Linked DNA regions of Anas platyrhynchos: region 2 is linked to region 1. The links are chromatin contacts, called in public Hi-C maps. All regions are on one chromosome and are shown on one strand. Each heading gives the region's core, a stretch centred on a gene start, on an enhancer-like site or on the middle of the called end of the contact. The rest is flanking DNA. Distances are from core to core; before and after follow the strand shown.

What was found. A called contact is a pair of places that touch in the nucleus more often than the background predicts.
Region 2: a contact with region 1 is called in a Hi-C map of F1 follicle, with 3 times the contacts expected there. The contact joins the promoter of ADAMTS13 here to the promoter of SARDH in region 1. A contact is called at or near these places in 4 of 8 Hi-C or Micro-C datasets (F1 follicle, skeletal muscle and subcutaneous adipose tissue).

Annotation. Positions count from the first base shown.
Region 1 is chr18:9,027,085-9,031,797 of IASCAAS_PekinDuck_T2T, forward strand. It overlaps SARDH (sarcosine dehydrogenase), which reads left to right and starts at 1,869. Exons shown (of 22, transcript XM_027471050.3): 1 at 1,869-2,009; 2 at 2,088-2,184; 3 at 2,890-3,211; 4 at 3,816-3,994; 5 at 4,383-4,562. The coding sequence starts at 2,896.
Region 2 is chr18:9,188,609-9,193,321 of IASCAAS_PekinDuck_T2T, forward strand. ADAMTS13 (ADAM metallopeptidase with thrombospondin type 1 motif 13) reads right to left here and starts at 2,049. Exons shown (of 29, transcript XM_005013267.6): 1 at 1,402-2,049; 2 at 1,006-1,072; 3 at 1-177. The coding sequence starts at 1,479. REXO4 (REX4 homolog, 3'-5' exonuclease) reads left to right here and starts at 2,200. Exons shown (of 8, transcript XM_072025399.1): 1 at 2,200-2,523; 2 at 2,802-3,250; 3 at 3,541-3,696; 4 at 3,906-4,099; 5 at 4,537-4,625. The coding sequence starts at 2,344.

The DNA.
Region 1 (4,713 bases), core at 619-3,118:
CTGTAACCAGACCAGGAGCAGCCTTCCCAAGGGCATTAACAGGACGATAAATCTCCAGCCCCCAGCCACGGCTGGCAGCTGGCTCCAGCCCTGCACGGGCCCTTGTCTGCTTGCACCCTGCAGGGAGGAGGAGGTTGCGCCAGACACAAGTTTTATATTATTTTATCAATTTTTTTCTGCAGCAATAGCAGCTGCTGACATAATCTTGCCCCATGAGCTGGGCTCACCGGGGCTCTGAGCAAACACGGCGCCGAGGGGTGGTTGCATTTGCTGGCTGCCCTCTGCAAACAGCCGCTCCTGCTCCGTGCCGCGGCCCCCAGCACGCCCCATGGCCCCGGTGGCCTGTGGCCGGCCAGCGTGCGGCCACCTCCCTCCACCGCCCCGCTGCTCACTGCCACCGGCACCTTGGTCAGCCCTGGGCACCAGCACAGTGGCTGTCTGGGACCCCACAGCAAAGGATCCGAACAGCTCGGGGTGGGGAAACTGAGGCAGGGGGTGGCAAGGTCAGAGCTCGGCAAGCTATGGACTGCACGGGGTCGAGGGCGCTTTCTGCTCAGTGTCCTGCAGCTGTGGTGCTCTCCTGACACCAAACTTGGACTGCAAGGTGTGAAGAGGGTTCTGTGCATGCCAGTGCAGGCTTTGGTGATGGTGATGGCACGTCCTGGTGGCTTCGTGCGCGCTCTGATCCACTGCAGCCTTGCAGCATGCTCGGGCATCCATATGTGCATCAGCTTTGTGATGCTTTCTGTGACCTGGAAAGCTCCAGCTGGCGCATGCAAACAGCTCTGCCCCTTTATTTCCTAATTAATCTAAGCATGACAAGGAAAGGACTGGATGTTTTACATCCTCTCTATGTTGTAACGACCACCAAAAAAAATTAACCTCCCTCGTTCTGGCTCTGCAGCTCCATCAGGGCCTCGCTGCTCGGAGGCTCTGGGGCCTCGTTCTGCCCCATCCTGAGCTTCTCAGGCTGCTCTGCTCCACGCATGCTTCGTCTTGCTTTGTTCTGGGTCTTTTCTAACCCAAAGGCCGTGTTTGTAGTTAGGACATGCCGGCGAGACAGCTTGGTCCCATCAGACAGCAACACCCCACCACGGGCAGGAGTTTTGACTTGTTCGCATCTCTTTGGTTACTTTGCTGGGCTCTCTTTAACCAGAAACTGGTTTTGCCTTTAAAAAAAAAAAAAAAAAAAAAAAGGCAAGGCTGTTTTGGGCTGATTCTGGATCAGCTACCCCCTCCTCCCTTGGCTGCTATTCAACCCCTTCCTGAACCGGGATGATTTGGATGCAGCCCCCATACAGCGTGCATTCAGCACACACATGGGGGTGGCTCCTGGGACAGTGATGCCACCGAATGCCACGAGCCCCCCAAACTGCCATGAGTCCCCCAAACCACCACGAGTCCCCCAAACCACCACAAGCACCCCAAACCCCAGCCCCCAGGCAGTAACCTCAGAGCTCACAATACTTCTCAGCCCCAAACTTCACCAGCCCCTGACCCAGCCACGGCTCCACCCACCCCAAATTTCTCCCCCCAAGCAGAATCCGGCCCTTCAGAGCCGCCTTTGAGGAGCCTGCACTGCCTGCGCCTCCTGCCCAAACAGGCCCTAATTTTGGGGTGAGTCCTGGGCAGGAGGTGCAGGGGCTGTGAGAGCCTTGGGGCTGTGAGAGCTCAATGAAAAGTTTTATTTTCCTCCCCCCTCTAGATGAATTTTTTTGGTGTTCCCACCTTCGCTTTGGGCTCTCGGGTCTGGCTTAAACGCATTTTAATTCTGCTCATTCAATGTGACTGCTGGGAACTCCGGCAGGAGGGTCAGATGTTCGCCGCGCTCGCTGTGTTTGCTTTCTGGCACCGAGCGAGCCCTGCAGGCTGCGAGCCCCTCCTGGCCCCAGCCAGGCTCTCTGCTCTCCGCCGAGCGCTGATCTGGGGAGAAAAGTGAGAATTTCCTTCCGTTTCGAATTCCTCGGCTCCCCCTGAGTTTTTCTTCTTCGGCGGAGGAACAACAGCGGGTAAGATCTCGGTTGGGGCAGGGGAAGCGCTCAGCTGGCCCCGCTCGCCCCCGGCTCTGGTTAATGTTTTCACGGCAGTGGCACGGAAGAGGAGGAGGAGGAGGAGAGCATCGGAGGAAGGCAGGAGCCCCACGGCCATCGCGGCAGGGAACACCACTCGGAGCAAGCGTCACCGGTGAGTGGAGCTGGCGAGCGGTGGGGAACCCAGCGTGGGTTTCCTCCCCGCAAGGAACTCCTGCGGGATATCCCGGGTGGGATTTCCCAGATTTGTAGGGCTGTGGGGTGGCAGCGAGCGGGATCCTGCAGGAGCGAGGTCTGTAAAAGCCTCCAGCTGCAGCTGGTGTAGGAAGAGCGGTGCCACCCCGTTACAGCCTGCTGGTTGTGGGGCCGCGGCTGCTCCAAAGCCAGCGCAAACCCCGAGCCACGTCCCCAGATCCCAGGCACGGGGCTGGAGGACTTTTTCTGTCCCCGTCCCCGCCAGCAGCCATTGCACTGCCCTCTTCTGCTACAGAGCAACCCCTGCTCCTTTGTGGTGCCTCCTGAATACACAAACATAAAGGGGGTGGTTTCTGTGGGCTGGGAACCCGCGCAGGAGCTGCAGTGACCTGTGCGTTTCCAAGCTCCTTTTTTTTTTTTTTTTTTTTTTTTTTAAGCCGGGCCCCCCCGCAGGGTGCCTGGAAGCCTCCCCGGCTCCCTTTGGGGTGCGATTCCTGCAGGTGGGGGTCCACGGAGCCTGGCTCAAAGCCGTGCCCCAGGTCCCCCCCATGGTGCCGCTCAACCCATTGCACGGCACCACGATGCCACCACAGGTGCCACCACCGGTGACCCTCTGGCAGGGCCCCCCCTGCCCACCCTGGCGAGGCTTTTGGGGTCTCCGCAGGTCGACATGTCCTACATCAGCTGCGCCTTGCGGGCGGCTGCCCCCCGCCGCCTGCCAGCCCCCTGGAGAAGCCCCCGGCCCTTCAGCAGCACCGCGGGTCCCCCGGCGGAGAAGAACGTCCCCTACCAGAAGACCCTGAAGGAGGAAGGCACCAAAATTACGGGACCCAGCCGGCCCCTACCGCCCTCGGCAGAGGTGGTGGTGGTCGGGGGGGGCAGCCTGGGCTGCCAGACCACCTACCACCTGGCCAAGCTGGGGGTCACCAGCGTGGTCCTGCTGGAGAGGGACCGCCTGACGTCGGGCACCACCTGGCACACGGCTGGTGAGCAATTGGGATTGGGACCGGGGCAAGGAGGGGGGTTACACAGGACCCCACTGCTGGGGACAGGTGGATGGAGCCCACCCATGGCACGGGTGGGTTCTGGGTGTGCCGGGGGGGGTTGGCTTTAATCGTGGAGAATTTCAGGGTTCTGCTTTTCCATTTGGCACAACTTTCCATTAGGAAAACACACCCCATTTTTTCTCTATATATAATTTTAATAGGATCAGAGAATAACTAAACAGTTTATTTCCCCTCTTACTTATTTCCACTCTTAAATTATTATTTTTAATCCAATTTCTTTGGCAGGGAGAAGGGAACTAGGCGAGTTTAATTCAATGCGCATTTTGGGGTTTTGTGTCTTTTTGGGGTAGTCCCCACCAGAAACCCTGTTCTCCCATTCATTTAAAAATCAAAAAAAAAATCAAAACCAATAATTTGTAGAGCTCCGAGGTAGCCACGAGATGGAGCAAGTGACACCCACCAAGTGGGATGGTGGTGCCAGGAGGCCCCCAGAACTCCTCTCCCTGGGGTTTTGGGGTGATGGGGGGGGGTCGGGAGGGGATGCAGAGCCGCCTGCCCCACGGCCGGGCTGTCCCCCACCCAGGTTTGCTGTGGCAGCTTCGTCCCAGCGACGTGGAGGTGGAGCTGCTGGCGCACACGCGGGACGTGGTCAGCCGGGAGCTGCCGGCGGAGACGGGGCTGCACACGGGCTGGGTGCAGAACGGGGGGCTCTTCATCGCCTCCAACAAGCAGCGCCTCGACGAGTACAAGAGGCTCATGTCGGTAGGGAACGGCCCCCCCGGCGTCACCCCCAGGACGTGGTGGCCTCCTGGTTTCCATAAGGCTGATAAAATCAGGCAAAATGCTGGCCAAGCAGGCAGGATGGAATCCAGCTGGCAATTTTTGCCCTTTCAGATAGAGGTAGCATTATTTTCGGGGTTGCACAGGCAGCTCGAATAGGAATATGGGGTCGTATGGCCCTAAAAAGCTGTGCAGACCTTCCCACTGCCCTGGCTGGAGGGCTTGCCTTGGGGCAGCGATGCACCTGGGCCACGCAGCGTTTGGGGAGCTAAACATGTCCCGGTGGGTTCTCCAACTCCCTCAGAAGCATGGGATGAGCCAAGGCTCTCATTCCCTGCTTCTTTTCCCAATTTTCTTGTCTGGCTGGCAGCTAGGGAAGGTGTACGGTGTGGAGTCCTACGTCCTGTCCCCGGCGCAGACCAAGGAGCTGTACCCGCTGATGAACGTCACCGACCTGTACGGCACGCTCTACGTCCCCAAGGACGGCACCATGGATCCCGCCGGCACCTGCTCCACTCTTGCCAGAGCAGCAGCTGCCAGAGGTGCTACGGTAATTCCTAATTAGCAATTACTAATTAATGCCTGTTGACCCTGGGAGGAGTTTTCAGCCTCTGCCTTCCCCAGCTCCTCCTTTCGCAGGGAGCAGAGCTGCTCCTGCAGGGTCAGGGCTTTGCCCTGTAAGGATGCTGTGCTCTTGGGCT
Region 2 (4,713 bases), core at 799-3,298, 160 kb after region 1:
AAGAGTTCACCACTTGATTGATCACAAAGGAAGAAGAAACGAGGGCATGGTCCTCTAGAAATTCAAAGGCATAGATTTCTCCCCAGGCCTTAATGGAGCAATGTTGAATTTGACATGTCAGCTCAATGTGCTCTTCTTTACAAGGGCAAGTCGGCTGAGCAACCACAAACTCGGGTACTGAAAGAAATGAAACAAAACCAGAACAAGGGGAACAGTTATAAGAAATTATGATACACAGAAAACAAATATAATAATTTGTATCTTTGTAAAAAATTATTCTCCAGCTGATAACTGTGCCTTTTGAGGTCATTTTGCCAGTAGTCAAAGAACTTCTGTGCTTTCAGCTATTCCAAAGCGGTGTACTCTGACTGGGAACAGACAACAGCTCTGAAACTAGCTCCTGACTTATCTGTGCTTCTGCTGCCTTGTTAAGGAGAATGGTTCATTTGACAAAGGCTGAGACAGTTTTACTTCCTCAGATGTTAAGCATTACTGAGTGAGAATAATCATAACCCAAACAGAGACACTGGAAAGTGCACTAGATGAACTCACAGGTCAACAGCATCCTTGCTTCAAGAATTTGGGAGTTCAGAATGTGTCTTTATTCTGAACTGCCACCAATCCAGACCTAGAGTGCTAGTCTCTCCATCTGTTTATTTTTAAAAAATAAACAAGTGCATTTAAAGCTATTCTTAGTTTATAGCTTCCCATTCAGATGACTTGGATGCGTTAATCTTGTAGAAAAATACCAATACAGAGAATGAGGACTGTAGCAGAAACGCATAAAAAGATTTATCATATCTCCTTTAGGAGATTTTAAAGACTGACCCAGTTCTTCAACACATTGAGACATGGATTACCTCACTGAGTAATGCAACTCAGAAATGCTAAATGCTTGTCAGAACAGAGTTAGTTAATAAGTGTTCTTAGCATTATCAAATGTACGGGATTAGAAATAAACTGACAAATGTGTTCCAACATCAAGAAGGAAGGAGCTCTGCATACCATCAGACACTGAGCTGGTTCCAAAGTAAGAGAAAATATCTTCCGGATCCAATGCTCTGAGAAATTTCTGCAAGAAGAAGAATGGTTTTACTTTATTATTTATTTTTTTAAAGAAAAACAAATGGATGCAAGACTATTATTTAACTGAACCTAACCTAGAAGAAACATCAGCAAACAATTCAACAAGTATCAATGCCAAGTTCTAATGGTTTTAGTTTGCACTAAGCATATGCTGTACAATGGCCACCCAGAGGAAATAACTTTATCTTCTTGATTAGTGAGGTTTGATACATTTTGGCTTAGAACACATTGCATTTTCTCTCCTCTTTTTTTTTTTTTTTTCCTAGAAATAAAAAAGGCTTCCTGGAAACTGCATTTTCTGGAGGTCAAACTTACCTCTTGGAGAATGGATGGCCAACAAAATCCCGGAGGGAACATCATGAGAGCTCGGATCATCAAGCTGATGATGATCATGCTGGAAGAATTGCAACCAGTGCGGCAGGGTAAACTCTGGCCCAGGGGTGATTAAAATGCTTAGCCCAAGGCATCACGTGGAACGGAAGCGAAGAATACACAGTTTAAACAAACAGGAGAGTTGATTTTCTGCAGAGAGGGACAGTTGAGGGGGAATCGAACTGCTGCGGGAAGCTTTACAGGAACAGCTGTAGGGGCAGAGCTTTTTGCGCAACGTTTGCAGCTTTATCACAGCCAGAGAGCGCAGCCATAAGAGGAGTTTGGGGCAGTTTTAGCAGCCAAATAAACAAGGTACAATTTGCAGGGAACTGGGCTCCAATTTGTTCAACCTGTGCCTTGCTGCTCCCTGCACCTCGACTCTGCTGGAGCCTCAGACATACTGTGAAGCATGGCAAGACCCAGCACCTCGAAACCATGAGCCAGGCCCTGATGGTGGCCACACAGGGTGCATACAATCGTGGAACAGAAGCAAAGAATATACAGTTTAAACAGGAGAGTTGATTTTCTGCAAAGAGGGACAGTCCCTCAGGGAGCCACCGGCCCGCAGGTCCTGCCCCCCAAGCACGCAGACAACACCCTCGTGAAATCCCCAGCTTTATTGAAACCTCAGCATTATTGAAATCCCAGCTTTATCGAAGCCCCAGCTTTATTCAACCCCCTTCCCCAGCCTTCCCTCTCCTCAGGGCTCGCCCCACGGGCGGCTCAGCGCCGAGCACTCCCGCAGCCGCCAGGGGCCGCCAGCGCAGACCCGGCCCCGACGCCCGGAACCGCAGCGCGGGGCCACGTTCCCCGCCGGGCCGCTGCTGCGAGGCGCTGAGGAAACGGCGGCCGCCACTCCCTTCGATTCCCGTTCCCCGTCCCCTCATGGCAAAACGGGGCCCCGCGGAGCCCGGGGCGGCGGGGCCGAGCGCCGGGAAGGGCAAGAAGAAGAAGAAATTCCGGCGGCGCCCCCCGAAGCCGGCCGCGCCTCAGGGCCCTAAGATGGCGGCGGGCCCGCCCCGCAGCCCTCAGGAGTTCTCCGCCAACTGGAAGGCGCTGCAGGAGGTGAGGGCGAGCTGCCGGGCCGGGGATGCTGTCGTTTTCCTTGCTAGCGCAGTTCCCTAGCGCGTATAGTAATGAAAAAATACGCATTTGTGTTAAAATAACCCGCAGGGGAGGTGCCGTTGCAGTAATGCCCCTTCAGCCAGGTAGAGACCCCTGGCTTCACCCTGAGGCGCTGTGTGGAGTACTCTGACAAATGACAGCAGGATAGAACTGAAGGGATATAATCTTATTTTCTCTCTCTCTTTTTTTTTTTTTTTTTTCCCTTTTGGTCATTTTAGCTACTGAAACAAAAGGCAAATAAGTCGGATGAGCCCCCCTCTGCATGTCAAACGCACACCAAAAAGAAGCATCCCCTCAAAGAGGGGAACAGCCAACAAGCTCCAGCTAGCAATGGGAGTGAGAACGTGGTAAAGCCCAAATCTGCAAACAAAAAGGAAAATGGTCCTGCTAAAGACAGTCCTCCTTTGGATAAGAAAAAATCCAAGGCGGTTGCAGCGGACAAGAATTTAAAGCCCAAATCCATAAATAAAAAGGACAACAGTTCTGCTAAAGACAATGCTCCTTTGGCTAAGCCAAAATCCAAGAAGGTTGCAACGGACAAGAATTTAAATGGCACCAATGGGAAAGGCTGCAAGGAAAAAAGGAAGAATGGCAATATTGAAAAGGAGAAGGGTGATGTAAAACATAAGAAGAGGAAAGCTGAAGATGTGGAGCAGCAGCCCAAAGAGTGAGTACTTCAGGCATGATGCATGTATTTGAATGTTTATTTTAGTAGGTGTATGTAAGGAGTACAGAGTATTAGATTCGAAATAGCTGCACTCTTCCAGACTACATTTTGGGAGAAATAAGATGAACAGTGCCCCTCCTCAGATAAGGCAACAGATTTGTATAGATGACAGTGCTAGACTACTTTTTAGAGCTGATTTTTTAATTTAAAAAAAAAAATGCTTTTCCTACAGTATAAAGATGCAAAACCACTTAAAAACTATTTAATATAATTAAATTTGTACTTACCAGGGCTGACATCTGGTTTGATGACGTTGATCCACAAGATATTGAAGCAGCAATAGGACCTGAAGCAGCAGAAGTTGCTAGAAGAAAACTGGGACTTCCAACAGGCCGATCCGAACAGTCTGTGGAGCGGGTGCTGGTTAAAGAAAAGTCTTCTGATGGGTGAGTGGCATTCCAGTGGGAAGCATGACAGCAGAAGCATCAAGATTCTTCTGATAACTCTGATTTGTGGATGCAATATGTAAGCTGACATCCCCCTGGGTCTGCTGACAGTCACACTGCTGAGTTCTCCCAAATGTGTGCACTTTGTGAATTTCACTGTACTGTCCTTGTAACAGGTGTGTCACCAAGCTGTCCTTTTTTCATTTCAGTCTGACAAGAACAGTAGCCATGGACTGCGAGATGGTGGGAGTGGGACCAAATGGTGAAGACAGTATTGTGGCTCGAGTGTCCATTGTGAACCAATTTGGGAAGTGTGTTTATGATAAGTATGTCAAACCTACAGAAGAGGTGACGGATTACAGAACTGCTGTTAGTGGCATACGTCCTGAGAACATAAAGACAGGTAGGAGATTTTTCCCAAACATGTTCTTCAAGGAAGGTAATTTTAATAGGCTACCACAAAAGCCTCATTGGTTGAGCTTGAAAAAGTTTTAGACTTACATTAAAAAAATTGAAAATAAAATCTAGTCTGAATGCTAGGAAAAATGTGGGAAGAAGTACTTTTTTTACAGAATGGTCACTGATATCCCAGATGAAATTCACGTGTTAATTATGGTGTGGGAATAATGTGTAAGTTGATTTCCTTTTAGTGTTGTGCTCTTCACGGCAAGAAGATTCAGTGTCAAATACAAATTTATATAACTTATGATAAGTTTTATAATTTATATAGTCCCAAACGTACAATTGCCTTCACAAAAAAGATGCAGTGTTTTAACTGTAGCTTGCTTAGAGTATCTTAGGTGTCTAATGGAAGGTGGTTTAATTGTGTGGTGTTTTTAGGTGAAGATTTTAAAACCGTTCAGAAGGAGGTTGCGGATATCTTGAATGGAAGGATTTTAGTTGGGCATGCTTTACACAATGACCTAAAGGTATGTGGCTGCAAATTTGTTACTTTGAAGACAAGGTTCCAAACATTGAAAATCAATTAACTTTCTAATATATCTTCCTGGATTAGTC